Regions from separate parts of the Zea mays genome. Here region 2 is linked to region 1. A link is a contact called in public Hi-C data. All regions are on one chromosome and are shown on one strand. The core of a region is the stretch at or near the end of the contact, and the rest is flanking DNA. Distances in the headings are between cores, read along the strand shown.

Region 1 (7,377 bases), core at 1,240-3,739:
GCAATCAGTAAGTAAAAGGGGATTAGTTGATGAACAATCGATCTCTATAAACTACAGATAGAAGCCCAAGCATTAGAAATGAAGATTTAGATTTGGATGAAAGAGAAGTACTTCTACACAAAATATAGCCAAAACTTGTTTGCTTTTACTTCACAATATTATTCTGGTTTAGCTTGATAATACAAGAGGGAGGATTGGAGGAAGTTGTATTGATTTTTTCCTAGAGTAAGAATACCTAAAAAATAGTAAGGAACAGGACTAAAGAGAAGGTCATCAACAAGTACTCAGATCCTGATGTGTAGGCTATGGCAGGGCAAACTAGAGGATGTATCCAGATGTGCATAAGCATGGTTTCACCAAACAGTTTACAGCAGTAGTATAAAGTGAAACCATGTACACTCCAAGCACACAAATAATCTTGTGGCAGCAAAGTCAACTTCAAGCACAATTGCGAAGTTATAAAAGTACACTTCAACAGAAGTAAAGAATCATTTACTAACACAATTACAATTTTTAAAAATGATCTTAATTTAAATACATAAAAGAAGCAATATCAGATCGCTTATAATAGCAAGATGAGACAGAAGTTGCAAACCTGGTTTGCAGGTCTAGGTGTGTTGCACTTTCTCATATTACAGACTGTGCGAAAGCCAAAGTTGATGTTATGGCAATTTGGACACTCCCAATCATTATCACGGCCAGCTCCTTCATCAAAAGTTCAGGAGAATAGGCAAATAATTAATCAAGTGCTAACCACATTAATATAAATAAGTCAAAATAAAAATTCAATGAGACATACCTGCAGGCTTCTTCTGAGAACCTTCATCAGAATATGAGCCAGCCCTTGTGCCCTTTCAGGTTCAGGAAATATAGATTTAAGGAATCATAACAGTTAATCCATGTAGACACAATCACAGAAATCATAAATACCAAACAAAAAATGTAATAGAGTAACAGAACAACAAACATGTTGAAAGTTCTTCATGTAAGGCAACAGTAGTTAAATTAGCATGAGGTAATAGGTATACAGAAGAATAATCACAAGAGCACATACCATTGGACCAGGACCAGCAGGTATTGGCCCATACCTGTCCATGGGAATTCCATACATTCCACCTGTTTATTGGACAATAAGCAAGAGAAACCTTGTGAGCAAACACGTGAAAACACAGAACTGGAAAACATGTATAAAGTGTCATAACCCCAACCAAACAAAGTGGTTTAGAAAACACATGGCAGAACACAAGGGTACTGCAAAGGGTATTATTTATTGCCCACATTTGTGGAAATGAAGATCGAGTGAAAAGAAATTACATTCTCATATTCTGCAAAACTAATTGTTTAACATACTATGATTTGCATGGAATAAATTATTGAAAGCATCAGATTTGCATTAATTCAATAGCTAGATTAATTAATGCAAGGGCAATAACAAAATAAGGCATGCCTATCATAGAGAGAAGCCCTGTTACCTGCTGTCATCATAGTTCCACCAGAGTATGGAGTTGGCCCAGCAATTTGCATTGGCCCGTAGGGGCTCCCCATTGGTATGGGACCACCATATCCATATGAATACGCAGAACCCCCAGGAAATTGCGGAATACCATAGCGTGTCACCGCAGGCCCATTAAACATTGAGGATCCATATGGGGGAGCGCCCCCACCAAGGTACATCGATGGTGGCGTCCCAGGGCCCATGTAACCCCCTGACGTGGGATAGTGAGGCGGGGTTTGCATGGCCTTCTGAATGGCAAGCAACAGCAGCACGACATAAATGCAAGCGGGCAAGCAAAAGTACCCACAGACACGCTCCATGAAAGCGACAAGCAAACAATCTACAGCAAGAATAAAGTGAGGCAAAACCATTATGTACCGTGTGATCTGCTGGCCTGGACTGGTTGCAGCTGCGCATGTTGCAAGTGGTGCGGAAGGCGAAGTTGACGTTCTTGCAGCTGGGGCAAACCCAGTCGTCCTCACGCCGGCTGCCTGAGAACACCGTTTATTGTCCCCCACCAATGGGAAATCCACTCAGATGCAGCTTAGATACGTAGGGTGCGACAAGAGACAACTTAGCGGCGGAGCCAGAGCGACCTACCGTCGGTGCGGGCGCGCTTCCCGGCGGACTGGCTGCGCCTGTCGACCTGCAAACCCATGCACTAATTCGTGAGACCTCGCTGGATGGGCGAGATCCAGAGGGGAATCGGTGAGCACAGCGCGGGGAGCTCAGATGACAAAGCTAACAATCTTTCAGCGCGACTGATGTGCGGCGACACCGACTCGAACCCTAATCGACCGGCGGAATCGAGGAGAACGAGGAGATGGGAGCGGTACCTGAGAAGACATAGCTGAAGGTGAACCGGTGGTGGCGGCGGCGGGCTAACGGCGCGGCGAGAAGCATGTGCTCCTTGCAGCGGGAGGGACAATCGCAGACGCCGCCGCGGCGACGGGCGGCGTGCGAAGCGAGCGGAGGGGGAATTCGGCAGACGAAGCAGTAGCTAGGGTTTTGTTGTGAATTGGCCTTCAAACTCAGATGTGCACAACAGTGACATCGCATTTTGATTTGCCTCAGCCGTCCGCGTCAGCGATGTACCTGACGACGACAACTCCTCGACTCGGACGACGAGGCCGGCCCAGACGAGGAGAACTTTAGGCCCAATCTGATACGTGGGCCCTTGCAAACTCGCGAGCAAAGACGTTCTCGCCCAGTACAGTTCATAGTTAAACTAGATACCCGAGAATTAAATAATGGTTCCATATGGATTAAACAGAATTGAAAAAATTAAAGAAAAAAATTAATTTATTAAGGATTAAAACACTCTTAATTCTGTTTAATCCACAAGGATTGAGAAGGAAACGAACATACTCTCGTGTTTTTAGAATCTAAGTATTGTGGGGAGCCATGTTTTCTAATCGTCCGATAAATAGCAATTAATCGACGATTAATCGGGTGATCGGAACCGCATACCCGATCGATCCTTCTCATCGACGCGATCATAGCGATTAGAAAGTTGATCATCTGACTAATCATCAATTAGTCATGATTAATCGGACGATTAGAACGTGGACGATCAATTTCTGAATTACTTTGGACCATCGACTTGCTTCACTTTTTTCTTGACTCGGCCAATTGGTCTCAGTCCAGCCCACGGTAGGTCGGTAGCTACTGCTGAAACCCTATCTCATCAATATCTCTCCCACATGCTCGTCAGTCGTCACAACTAGTGTTGGGAATTGGGCCAGGCCGGGCCAGCCTGACTCAATCTCATCGTGCTTCGTGTCAAACGGGTTTGGGCCAGGAAAGCCCAAATAACTTTTGGGTCATGCCGTGCCGGCCCGAAGTGTAAAAACAGTGGCCTAGCCCGGCCCTAAACCACGTCGTGCCTTTGTTGGGCCGTGTCGGCCCAAGCCCGGCCCGTATATTTGACCACATAAAATCAAAATATTACAACCATATAAAGTTCATAGCTTACTAAATTAAACATATTAAACAATTTTAGCATCATTTAACTGCATAAACTCCAAATATAACAACAATATAAAGTCGATATCTTACTAAATTAAAGAAATTAAACAGATTGGGCTTAATTGGGCCGTGCCGGCCTAAGCCCGGCCCATCTATGCGGGCCGTGCCGGGGACCCGACGGGCCAGAATTTGAGGCCCGGCCCAGGCCCGCCTTCGGGTCGTGCTAGCTCGGCCCATATTATTTTGTGTCGGGTCGTGCTTTGGGCTCCTGTTTTCGGGTCGTGCTCGTGCTAGCCCGAAAAGCCCGACCCATATTCCCACCACTAGTCACAACCCAACTGCCGCATCCTTGCACTGGCAACTCTCTCAAGTCTCAACCCCTCATTGCCCTCTCTCCTTCGGCGTTGTAGCACCTCAAAATTCTATTTCGGGAAATCGTGAAAACTTCTCCAAAAAGATGCAATACTAAACGACCTTTAAATAAGGATTTTCTTCTTCTCAAAACTATTTTTCTCTTAAACATAAATAAAAAGAAAGACTTTCAATATATCTACTAAAATAGAGTATTCACTCCATAAACCACATGATTATAAACAATCCAGAATAATTAATTAATAACTGATTTGGATTGATTTTTAACAAATCCAAAATAATAAGGTGTGTGGTGCGTATTGGAAATGTTAGCCTAAATAGGTAAATAAAGTTATTCATATAAATTTTTGTTGCATTTCATGCTGGTTCTTTGAATTTTGCATTTAAATTTAGGTTTTAAAATTGTTGGTCACTTGTTCTCAAATGCTACGAGTTAAGAACAAGGCAACACAGATGTTAATGGTTAAAGACCTTCGTCCTTCGAAGCATTATCTCCATTAGGATATAATGATCTTCACACGAAGGTTATGAAGGACGTACCTTCATCATCTCAATATGAAATAAAAAGCAGGAACATATGGGACATACAAAGAATATGAATAATCATATAAAATCATTAGATTATTTATATTCTCATTATATAATCATGAACAAATGTTAACGATATTAAATTACATCTGTACCTTCGGCTTGACAGAAGGTAAAAATCCAAGAGTGACGTGCAAGTGAATACAAGTCAGCGTGAACAGTACAGGGATACTGTTCATCTATTTATAGGCACGGGACGCAGCCCGGACAAAATTACATTTATGCCCTTGGCAACTAATCATAATCATGATACAAACTATCAAGGACTATGCGGTCTTTTCCTCTTTAAGTCGGTGCCACCCTTCGTCTCAAGCGTATCATCATGTCGAAGCTCTTTCGATGGTAGCTTCGACATACAGCTTCACGTCACGCTTGTTTGCATGTCATTTTGCCGAAGGTGTTTTTGCTTAGAGGACCTTCGGCAGAGAAGAAGGCCCCCAACAGTAGCCACTTCGCGGTGCTAGATCGTTTTTCGTAACGAGCTCGATCCGCGAAAAAACTCGAAGGCTTCAGAATGCCGAAGGTCAAAAAAATACCTTCCCTGAGCTCGTTGCCGAGAAACGATTATAATATTCTGAGCGCTGAGTGGTCCACCGTTCAGCGAGTACGGGCGACCTGGCGGTTCGTCTTCCCACCTGCAGCACTATATAAATAGACGAGTTGGTGAGTAGTTACCACAACATTCATTGACATTGCACTGTGTGCTGTTAAAAATTTAACTATAACCGAAGTTTTCTGCACTGCGCTCTCAAGCGAGCACTTCATCATTTAAAGTTAACTTCGTCAGATGAGTTAGCTTCGTCAAATTGTAAAAACCATCCAAATGGCCAGAGTGCGATCAACTGCAAGGGTGTCTCGTGAGGGAGAAGAAACCGAGGTTACTGAGACAGCGCCAATTTCAGAAGTCATGGAACGATCAGGTCTAGTTATGACAGAGGGAGCTATTGACGAAGGTGCTCCTGATGTCGAAGCTGAACAAACTGTTGCTGAAGAAGAAAATGCTGATGAAAGTGAAGATTATAGTATTTTGATCCCAACAAAGCCCAGTCATTTAGATTTTGAGAAATCTACTGCGTCCGAAGACGACATGCCCATGATGATGAAACTGAGTTATTTTGGGGAAGCTGAAAGCAAACTTGTCTGATTTGCCGGAGAAGAGACTACCCCAGTGCCGAAGAATGATGAAGTAATGGTTTTTAAGAGCTTCTTCAGAGCGGGACTGTGATTTTCTCTGAACGAGATGATAGGGGAAGTCCTAAAGAATTTCGAACTATATCTTCATCAGCTGACCCCTAACACCATTGTTAGGCTCAACGTCTTTATCTGGGCCCTTCGAAGCCAAAGGATGAGCCCAGATGTTGAAGCTTTCTGCTGCGTGCACGAATTGCACTATCAAACAAAGGCCAGGGCAGATGGCCTTCACGAAAATTTTGGATGTTATAATTTTGCGTATCGCAAGGATACGAAGGCACCAGTCCTCAACTACCGTACAAAGTGGTCGACTGGTTGGAAAAATGAATGGTTTTACATGAAAGCTGATGAGAAGAAGAGAGGGAAACTGATGACGATGGCCATGAGTCCGTTGTCTTTGAACTTCGGAATGACTAGGACTCTATGCAACATGCAACTGGGGTCGCCATGTCAGTTAGCTGAAGTGGAGTTCAGAGTGGTAGCTGAGCAAGTCAGTACCAGGGACTTGGTGCAGGAATACCTGGCCAACCGGACAAATCCAACGTCAAGCGGTTGGGGAATGCCGAAGATGAAAGAAACGAAGAAGAAGCATGAACTTGTTCGACTAGCTTATCGTTTCAAGTTTGAAAAACAGTTCAAAAAACGTGCAAAGAGTGGCTGGACATGATCGAGATAATGTGCAACGAAATACTTGGAAATTATACTAAAAAGGAAGACCAACTGATGACTGCAGCTTTCGGCACGCGACCCAAACGAAGGTTCAACCGAGTGATGGATGCCTTGAAATTTGAATATCCTGATTATGAAAGGCTTGATAAAGGTGTCGAAGGTGGAAGAGAAAGAGAGTTGTCAGTATTCTGAGCAGGCAAGCTGCCAGAATGGTGAAGGAGGATGAGAAGATTTTTTAAAAAAAGAAAATCCACTCCTGAGCTGAAGGCTGCTGCTTCAAAGAAGAGGAAGGCTGAAAGTCCAGAGCCGAAGATAACCGAGGCAGCAGAGGAGATTCCTTCAACACCTCCTGCTGCCAAAATAGCAGAAATTTTAAAGGTAATGACTGAATCTTTACCCATCAAGCTGCTAAGTCTTCTGGGGCCAGAACTGACAAAACTTTTACAGAAGAAGGATGAGCCTTCAGCTACAAAGAAGAAGGCGGATGGGCAGAAAAAACGAAGAATCGTTACTGTTATGCAAGCCATTGAACGGACACCACCGTCGGCCTCGGCGTCCAAAATAACACCCATTGCAAGCGTCGAGGCCGTTGCCGAAGCTAATACCTCTGTCGAAGCTGCAGCTGCTACCGAAGCTGCCAACCTTGAGAGTACATTGTCTGGGATTGATAAAATGCTCTTGGATATGGCTGTGGAAGAAACAGCTGCGGCTGTAGAGAAGGCCATGGCGACAGTGTCTGGCAAAGGGAAAAAGACTATCGATGCCGCTTCGAAGGAAATGAACTTCGACCTTCGGAACCTGGTCGGTCAAGAATTATTCGAGGTTGAAAAGAAAAAGCTACAGGAATATGGTATATCATGTGGCTACCAGGTACCAGCCATGAGCTATGCTCTTTGGTGGAATTGACGAAGGGGCCTTAGGATGTATTCAAGACCGGGCCGGGGCAAAGATAATCGGTACTCTATCGAAGAATGTCGGTTTCTCGAAGCTTGAAGCTGATATCAGCGGCTACCGACGACAACATATCGTTGGCAGTTTGTTTTACTCCAACTTCAAGGTAAAATTCTGCTATCTGAATTTCTTTTATTTTTGTG
Region 2 (7,377 bases), core at 1,884-4,383, 130 kb after region 1:
ATCACATCACATAATATCATTATCTCCATTCACACGTACAGATAGACATTATAATATAAAAATAGAGTATTAGGAAGTTTGGCAGTAGAATAAGACATCTAAAACATGCACACCACGTGTCAACTTAATGCGTTTTAGTTTCATGCCAGCTTCCTTCTCCATATCTGCTTCATGTGTTGCTTCCACTTAACACACTGCAAGTAAAACCAATTGACACACATTTTAGTTTATATGGTTACACAATTATATAGTTCAATGCTAGTAACATAGAAAAAACTATATGTGTTGCTTCCACTGAAAAAAACTAGAATATCATATGTGTTGCTTCCACTGAATAAATTCATTGAATAAATTCTGTAAAAAAACCTGTGTTAATGCACTAAAATCAGAAAAATAGCAAAGGCTCCTCCTTTTATTCTAGTTCCACTAATGAAAGTTGAAACAGAATTCAAGAACAAGACTTCATTAATATATCATTAATCTGTCAGCACCAGGATAATCTGTCAGCACCAGGAACAAGTCTTTAGAAAAATAGCAAATACTTCATTAATTTGTCAGCACCAGGAACAAGACTTTAGAAACTTGTACCAGCCACACATTTCGTTTGTACCAGCCATACAGTTCTATGTTTCAATGTAACCTAGACAATCATTTCTTAAGCTCATACAGTTCCTTTTCAAAAACTTGAACAGCTCAATAATATCAAAACGACCTTTTCATTACAATAAGATAAGAAACATATTGGCATTCTTGTGCAAGAACAAGCGTATTGTTTTATTCAGTGAATTCCTGTAAGCCTATCTCTTCATCGCCACATTCACCTCACATCACATGATAGTAGTGAGCGCTCTACAAGCACTGTGGAGAAAAATAATCAACAATAATCATATAAACAAACTTCAATTGCATAGAAACTAAGAACTAGAACTTACCTAATTTTCCTCTTCAACCAAAGTAATCTAGCATTGTGGTTTTTTGACTTCATAAACACCTCTCGGTTTATCGCAGATTCAAAGACCTCCATTGCATATGATCTATCCTCATCTGTGAACCCATCAATTCTATCCAACTTGTCTAGACACTTTTCCATAGACACTTCTTCAATACCTTCGAGCGTTTTGGATGTGGCGCTCCTCTTAAAATCCACAAAACTTTCAATGGCTGCTCCAATTTGGCTTTGCTTGCGCTTTCTCCCATTTCCACCTTCTACATGTCCTGATTGAGCTTCATTTGATATTTCTTGGAAATCCATGGAGAATGGGTTTGTGTTGGGGTGCAAGGGAGAGTGGCTTTGTTCAGAGGTACTCCTGTTCGAATGAGCAGTAGCAGAACCGAAAGCTGTAGCAAGAGGGCCACTAGGAGGGGCAGCAAGAGGGCCACCAGGAGGGGCATTAAGAGGACGAACAGGAATGAAAGAAGGAGGTGGCATTTGCTGAGTGTATGTGAAATTCAAATCTCCTGTGGCCACACTACCTAAAAAGAGAGAAGATGAGTAAAAATACATTCTGATAAGTAGTAAAAAGATAGAAGTTATGAGTTAAAATACCTTCGTGGAGGGCTTCCAAAGAGTAGTACAATGGAAATGGCTTCTTTTGGTACTTCGCTACCTTTGGGTGAGCCTATATGTGCAAGATGAAATAAAAAATGAGCTTACATGTGCAATATTAAGAAAACATATTAAATATTGAGGAAATGACTTACAAGGATGAGCTTTTCCCAAAGTTCTGGCTCAGCCACTATCATACATAGGGAATCATTCCAACCCACCCCACTTTCTTTCCTTGAATCTCTTACTGCCTTGTAATGAGATTTAAGCTCCTTATCTTTGTCTTGCATTTGCTGTTTGGAGTAATGGGCAAGAGGATACCTCTCATTGAACTTGTTTGTGATATTGTTCCATCCCTCAGCAGTCCAACCATTTTGACTTTTGAACTTTGGGTTGTCCTTATGTTCAAGGAGCACATCAACCAGACCTTTCTCATACACAGTGTTCCAAGCTGCCCTAGAAACATTCTTTGCCATGGCTATATTTCCCAACAAAACATAGTAAATATAAGACTTTACTACTACATAATAAAACATAAGACTTTACTACTACATAATAAAACATAAGTCCTTATTACTATATAATAAATATAAGAGATCCTAAACTAACTATTGTAGGCAGCCCACATTTGGAGAGCAATCTGATCTCTCAGGTTGCTTCCATCACTTGAGTCTATATCATTGGGGTAGTTGTTGTCTCCCTTTAGGACTTCAACATACTGTAAAGAATGGCTATTTGAATGGGAGCAGTCTGCTTGAACCTCATTCCATTCAAGAAAACCCTCTTAGAGAAAACAGTGGTCAGACTAGAAATTAGGAAAAGAGAATTAGCCCTGTAAAGAATGTTATCAGCTACTAACTTCCATTAAAAAAACAGACAACGTGAGAGATCCCAATGTCAGATATGAACAAAGTTATGTAGCTAGAAATAATCTTTTATAAATATTGCAGAATACCTATTTTTAGCAACATATCTTTACAGTTAGTCAAGGAATAAATCAAGTTGCACAGGGAAAATGCATTCAGAAAAATTAGGAAGGTAGATTGGACAGTGGTAAATCAAAGGATACTAATGGAATTCGCGGCAATTAACCCAATAGGTCCAGAAGTTTCATTTAAAATGGTGTAAATCACAGAACAGAAGCAACATATCATTTGACTACTTATGCTGGTTTTCATTTGCAATAGCATAGAAATGCTTGAGGAGTGCCTGAAGTGTCGCAAAGTTTGATTTGCAAGAACTGACTTGATTGACCGCATGCAGGCTTCCGGAAAGATAAAACAGAGATACTGCCACTTTAATCTCTGTAGTGTCGCAAAGTTTGAATACCTCAAGCCAGTAGCGTGGAGTACAGAGATCCCGTACGAGCAAGCTAGAGATCCAGTAGCGTGGAGTACGGGCGGAGGACGGCAAGCCAGAGCTGGACCTTGGAGTAGAACAAAGCTGGACGTCGCGGCGGTAGTGGGAGGCCAGAGATTCGTCGCGGCGGCGGCGGGAGGTCGTCGCGGTCGGATGCCCCGTCCGTGGGGAAACCTGCCCGGGGTCGCGGCTCGGGGGAGCGTTCCCCTGGTGTTTTGGCAATTCGTGGGAGATACTGACCCGGGGAACCGGGCTCCAAACAGGCCGGCAAAATTACTCGTGGCCCATTCTCACGCGGGGTTTTCTCGCCGGGAAAAAGGCTGAATCCCCCCGGGAAAGTGGGCTTCCAAACTAGGTCTCAGTGTTTGAGACGGAAGTAAAACACCACGGGCAAGGGAGGCTGACACCGGGGAATTTGTTGAAGCCGCGTCGTCACGGCGAAGGAATCGGCTACGCTCTATTGGTGCGGATAGAGCTGACAATAGGGTCCCGCGCAACAGCGTCTGCGGTGACACTGACATAGCAGGCCCACAAGGCAGAGTGGAGACACGCGCGCGAGTGTGTCCCATGACCGGCTGACGAAGTGGGGCCCCCTTGCAAGTGACCACAACAGAAAGAAAAGGGAAAGAGGGTGGATCGAGCCGCGCGGGTGAAATCCTCATTTGGGCCGACAGGGAAGGGAATCGGCCCAGGTAGGCATAGGAGCCCTTTTTCTTTTCTTTTATAAATTTTCTGCTTTGTTTTCAAATTCAAGTACTCAAACAGATTTCAAATTCCCCCTTTTGAATTTCAGATTTGCGAGTTACAAAATTAGTAATGATGTGAATATAATCCCTATTGTTTTCCATATTATTATTTATTTTCCTTATCATTTCCTTATGGAAGAAATAAATGGTTGCATTAGAATCCCTTTTCTCCTTTTTCTCATTTTATGTCTTCATTTAAAATTGGAGGTCTAATTTATGTTGCCAATAAAATGCATTACTACAAAACCTTAGGCAAAAGGTCAACCTCACCTCATCTATTCATTGATCACTTAATTTTAACTTAATATTATTGTTTAATCACGAGGAGGGAGAGTTCTAATAGATTTTCAAAGGTCTTAAAAAATTCTCACAACACTATTTTCTTATTTCTTTATTATGTTATGGTATAATTATTTAGTTGAATAGAAACCTTTTCTATTACCTCTTTTCTAAAATAATTCTTGGTTTTCAAAATTCAGTCCTCAATTTCAATACTCAAGTATAATTTGAGATATCTAAATTTACTATTTTATCTCTTCATATATTTATTTTATTATTAATAATATTTTTTTCTTATACAGATTTTGGGACTTACATAGAATGGACAGGAGATATATCTATTTTACCCAAACCTTTTATCAATCCTTGATTTCCATCCTCGAATGTGATATCTCGTTGGGGATCTTCATTTTTCTCATAGGAGGAGAACATTCTTTTCTCCCCAGTCATGTGGTTTGTGCATCCGCTATCGATTATCCAACTTGAACCACCGGATGCATAAACATTCTTCTTCTTGCCATCCTTAGCCATAAGACACTTGTGACCGACGTTGGGGAAGAGGAGTCCCTTGTTGATGGCGATGTTGGCGGCGTCCTCGTCGGAGGAGGAGTCGGTGGAGCTCTCGTCGGAGTCCCATTCCCGACATATGTGTGCATCGTCGCCCTTCTTCTTGTAGTATCTCTTCTTCTCCTTCTTCTTCCCCTTCTTGTCTTCGTCCCTATCACTTTCACTAGAAATTGAATGACCGGACTTACCACAACGGTAACACACCCTCTTGGAGCGGTACTTGTAGTCTTTCCCCCTCCTTTGTTTAAGGATTTGGTGGAAGCTCTTGATGATGAGCGCCATTTTCTCATTGTCGAGCTTGGAGGCGTCGATTGGAAGCCTACTTGATGTAGACTCCTTCTTCTCTTCATTCGTCGCTTTGAATGCGACGGGTTGCACCTCGGATGTAGAGGTGGCGCCTTGCTCCAAGTTGACAATGTGTTTGAAGTCTTTGATCATTAGTTCAAAGCTTACAAACATGCCAATAACTTCCTCGGGAGATATTAGTTTATATCTAGGATCCCCACATATTAATTGAACTTGAGTAGGATTGCGAAATATGAGGGATCTAAGAATAACCTTGACCATCTCATGGTCATCCCATTTGGTGCTCCCGAGGTTGCGCACTTGGTTCACCATAGTCTTGAGCCATACATGGATTGCGGCTCTTCTCCTTTGTTGAGGATGAATCGACCGAGTTCTTCCTTGATCGTTTCGCACTTGGTGATCTTGGTCACCTCATCCCCTTTGTGCGCGGTTTTGAGGACGTCCCAAATTTCTTTGGCATTCTTTAACCCTTGCACCTTGTTATACTTCTCTCGACACAAGAAGGCGAGGAGTATAGACGTGGCTGGCTTGGGAGTTAAAGTGCCTAATTTGGGCGGCCTCGTCCAAGTCGTAGTCCCTGTCCCCCACCTTTGGTGTCTGCGCTCCAAACTCAACAATATCCCAAATACTTTCATGGAGTGAGGTTAGATGGTGCCTCATTTTATCACTCCACATACAATAATCTTCACCATCGAAATATGGTGGTTTGCCTAAGGGTACGGAAAGTAATGGAGCACGCTTGGAAATTCGAGGATAGCGTAGGGTCATCTTACTATACTTCTTTCACTCATGGCGGTTAGAAGTAGTGGACGATTCGGAGCTTAATGTGGAGGGTGACGAAGAGTCGGTCTCGTAGTAGACCACCTTCTTCATATTCTTCTTCTTGTCACCTCTCTGATGCGACTTGATGGAGGAAGAGGATTCCTCCTTGTGGTTGTTGCCGGACTCCCTTGAGAGAGTCCTCCCCGAGCTTGTGGTCTTTTCACCGGTCATGATCTCCCTCTTGGCATGATCTCCAGACATCACTTTGAGTTGGTTAGACTCTTAATGAAGCACTGGCTCTGATACCAATTGAAAGTCGCCTAGAGGGGCGGTGAATAGGTGAAACCTGAAATTTATAAACTTAAACACACACTAAGGTCAGAGGTTAGCGTTAGAATTAAATTCAAATCCAAGAGAATATCTCTCTTGCTAGGAGTTGCTCAAAGATTGCGGATGACGTATGGGAGCCAACTCAAATTCACACTAGCAAGGAAACGTTAGAGAGGGAAAAACAAATCAACAAGAATCAAGGCGAGTGAACACGATGATTTGTTTTACCGAGGTTTGTTTCCAAAGAACCTAGTCCCCGTTGAGGAGGTCACAAAGATCGGGTCTATTTCAACCCTTTCCCTCTCTCAAACGGTCACTTAGACCGAGTGAGCCTTTTCCTTAATCTCTTGGGTCACTTAGACCCCACAAGGACCACTACACACTTAGGTGTCTCTTGCTTCGATTACAAGTCACTTGAGAAATAGAAGGGGAAAGAAAAAGGACAATCCAAGCGACAAGAGCAACAAAAGAACACAAAACACCCTCTCTCAAGTCCCTAATGGAATTGAGTTGATTTGGTGGCTTGGAGATGATTTGATCTATTGAATGTGTCTTGGAGTGGAGTCTTTTGCTCTTATATTGAATGTGATGTTCAGAACACTTGGATGGATATGAATGAGGTGGATGGGGGTATTTATAGCCCCCAACCACTTCCATAGCCGTTGGTGAAGGCTGTTGGCGATGGGCGCACCGGACAATCCGGTGCGCCACCGGACAGCTACTGTGCATTGTCTGGTGCGCGCCACGTCAGCGCAAACGTTAGGGTTCGGAGCCGGTCAACCATTGGAGCCTTTGTCGTCTTGCTGCACTGGACAGTCCAGTGCCCTATGACTTTGCTGCTCTGACTTTTGTCGCGGTACTGTTGATCATTGTAGCTTTTGCAGAGTCGACCGTTGGCGCAGGAAGTCGTTGCTCCGCTGGCTCATCGGACAGTCCGATGAATTATAGCGGAGCGCGTCTCCAATTTCCAGAGAGTGGTTGGTTCAAGTCTATACGGTCCTGGTGCACCGGACATTGTCTAGTGGCACACCGGACAGTCCGGAGCGCCATTTTTTAGCACACTCAAGTTCTTTGCTCCAAATGAATCATGACCCCTAGCTGATTTCTTTCTTGGTTTGTGTTGAACCTTATACACCTGTAATACATGAATTCTAGACGAACTTGTTAGTCCATGTGTTTGTGTTGGTTGACAACCACCAAAATTGATAACAGGAAATGGTTAACCCTATTTCCCTTTCACTAGGGCTATGGTTGGTACCTATTTATACTATGAGAGGCGAACAAGTCCGGGTCAATTGGAGCCAAAATCCCAACAAACTTGACGACTGCTACGATGTCCAGTGTTGTGCGTTTTGTTACGAAGAGGATCACGGCGTGCTGGATTTCTTTGCTAGCTTGATGTCATTGTTACATCAAGATGATGTCATTTGCGGCAAGAGAATAAAAAATGAAGAAAGAGACGTGTGGGCTGGTGGCATTTAC

What was found. Hi-C and Micro-C count contacts between places; a contact is called where the count stands out from the background.
Region 2: a Hi-C map of ear shows a contact between it and region 1, with 2.1 times the contacts expected there. The contact joins the promoter of LOC100272506 here to the promoter of LOC100272869 in region 1. A contact is called at or near these places in 2 of 25 Hi-C or Micro-C datasets (ear and leaf).

Annotation. Positions count from the first base shown.
Region 1 is chr1:194,117,203-194,124,579 of Zm-B73-REFERENCE-NAM-5.0, forward strand. It overlaps LOC100272869 (zn-finger, RanBP-type, containing protein), which reads right to left and starts at 2,490. Exons shown (of 11, transcript NM_001147322.1): 1 at 2,332-2,490; 2 at 2,096-2,141; 3 at 1,874-1,986; 4 at 1,473-1,743; 5 at 1,055-1,116; 6 at 800-851; 7 at 596-705. The coding sequence starts at 2,343.
Region 2 is chr1:194,244,727-194,252,103 of Zm-B73-REFERENCE-NAM-5.0, forward strand. It overlaps LOC100272506, which reads right to left and starts at 3,134. Exons shown (of 5, transcript NM_001146975.1): 1 at 2,876-3,134; 2 at 1,702-2,024; 3 at 1,547-1,619; 4 at 933-1,473; 5 at 1-194. The coding sequence starts at 2,022. The coding sequence ends at 170.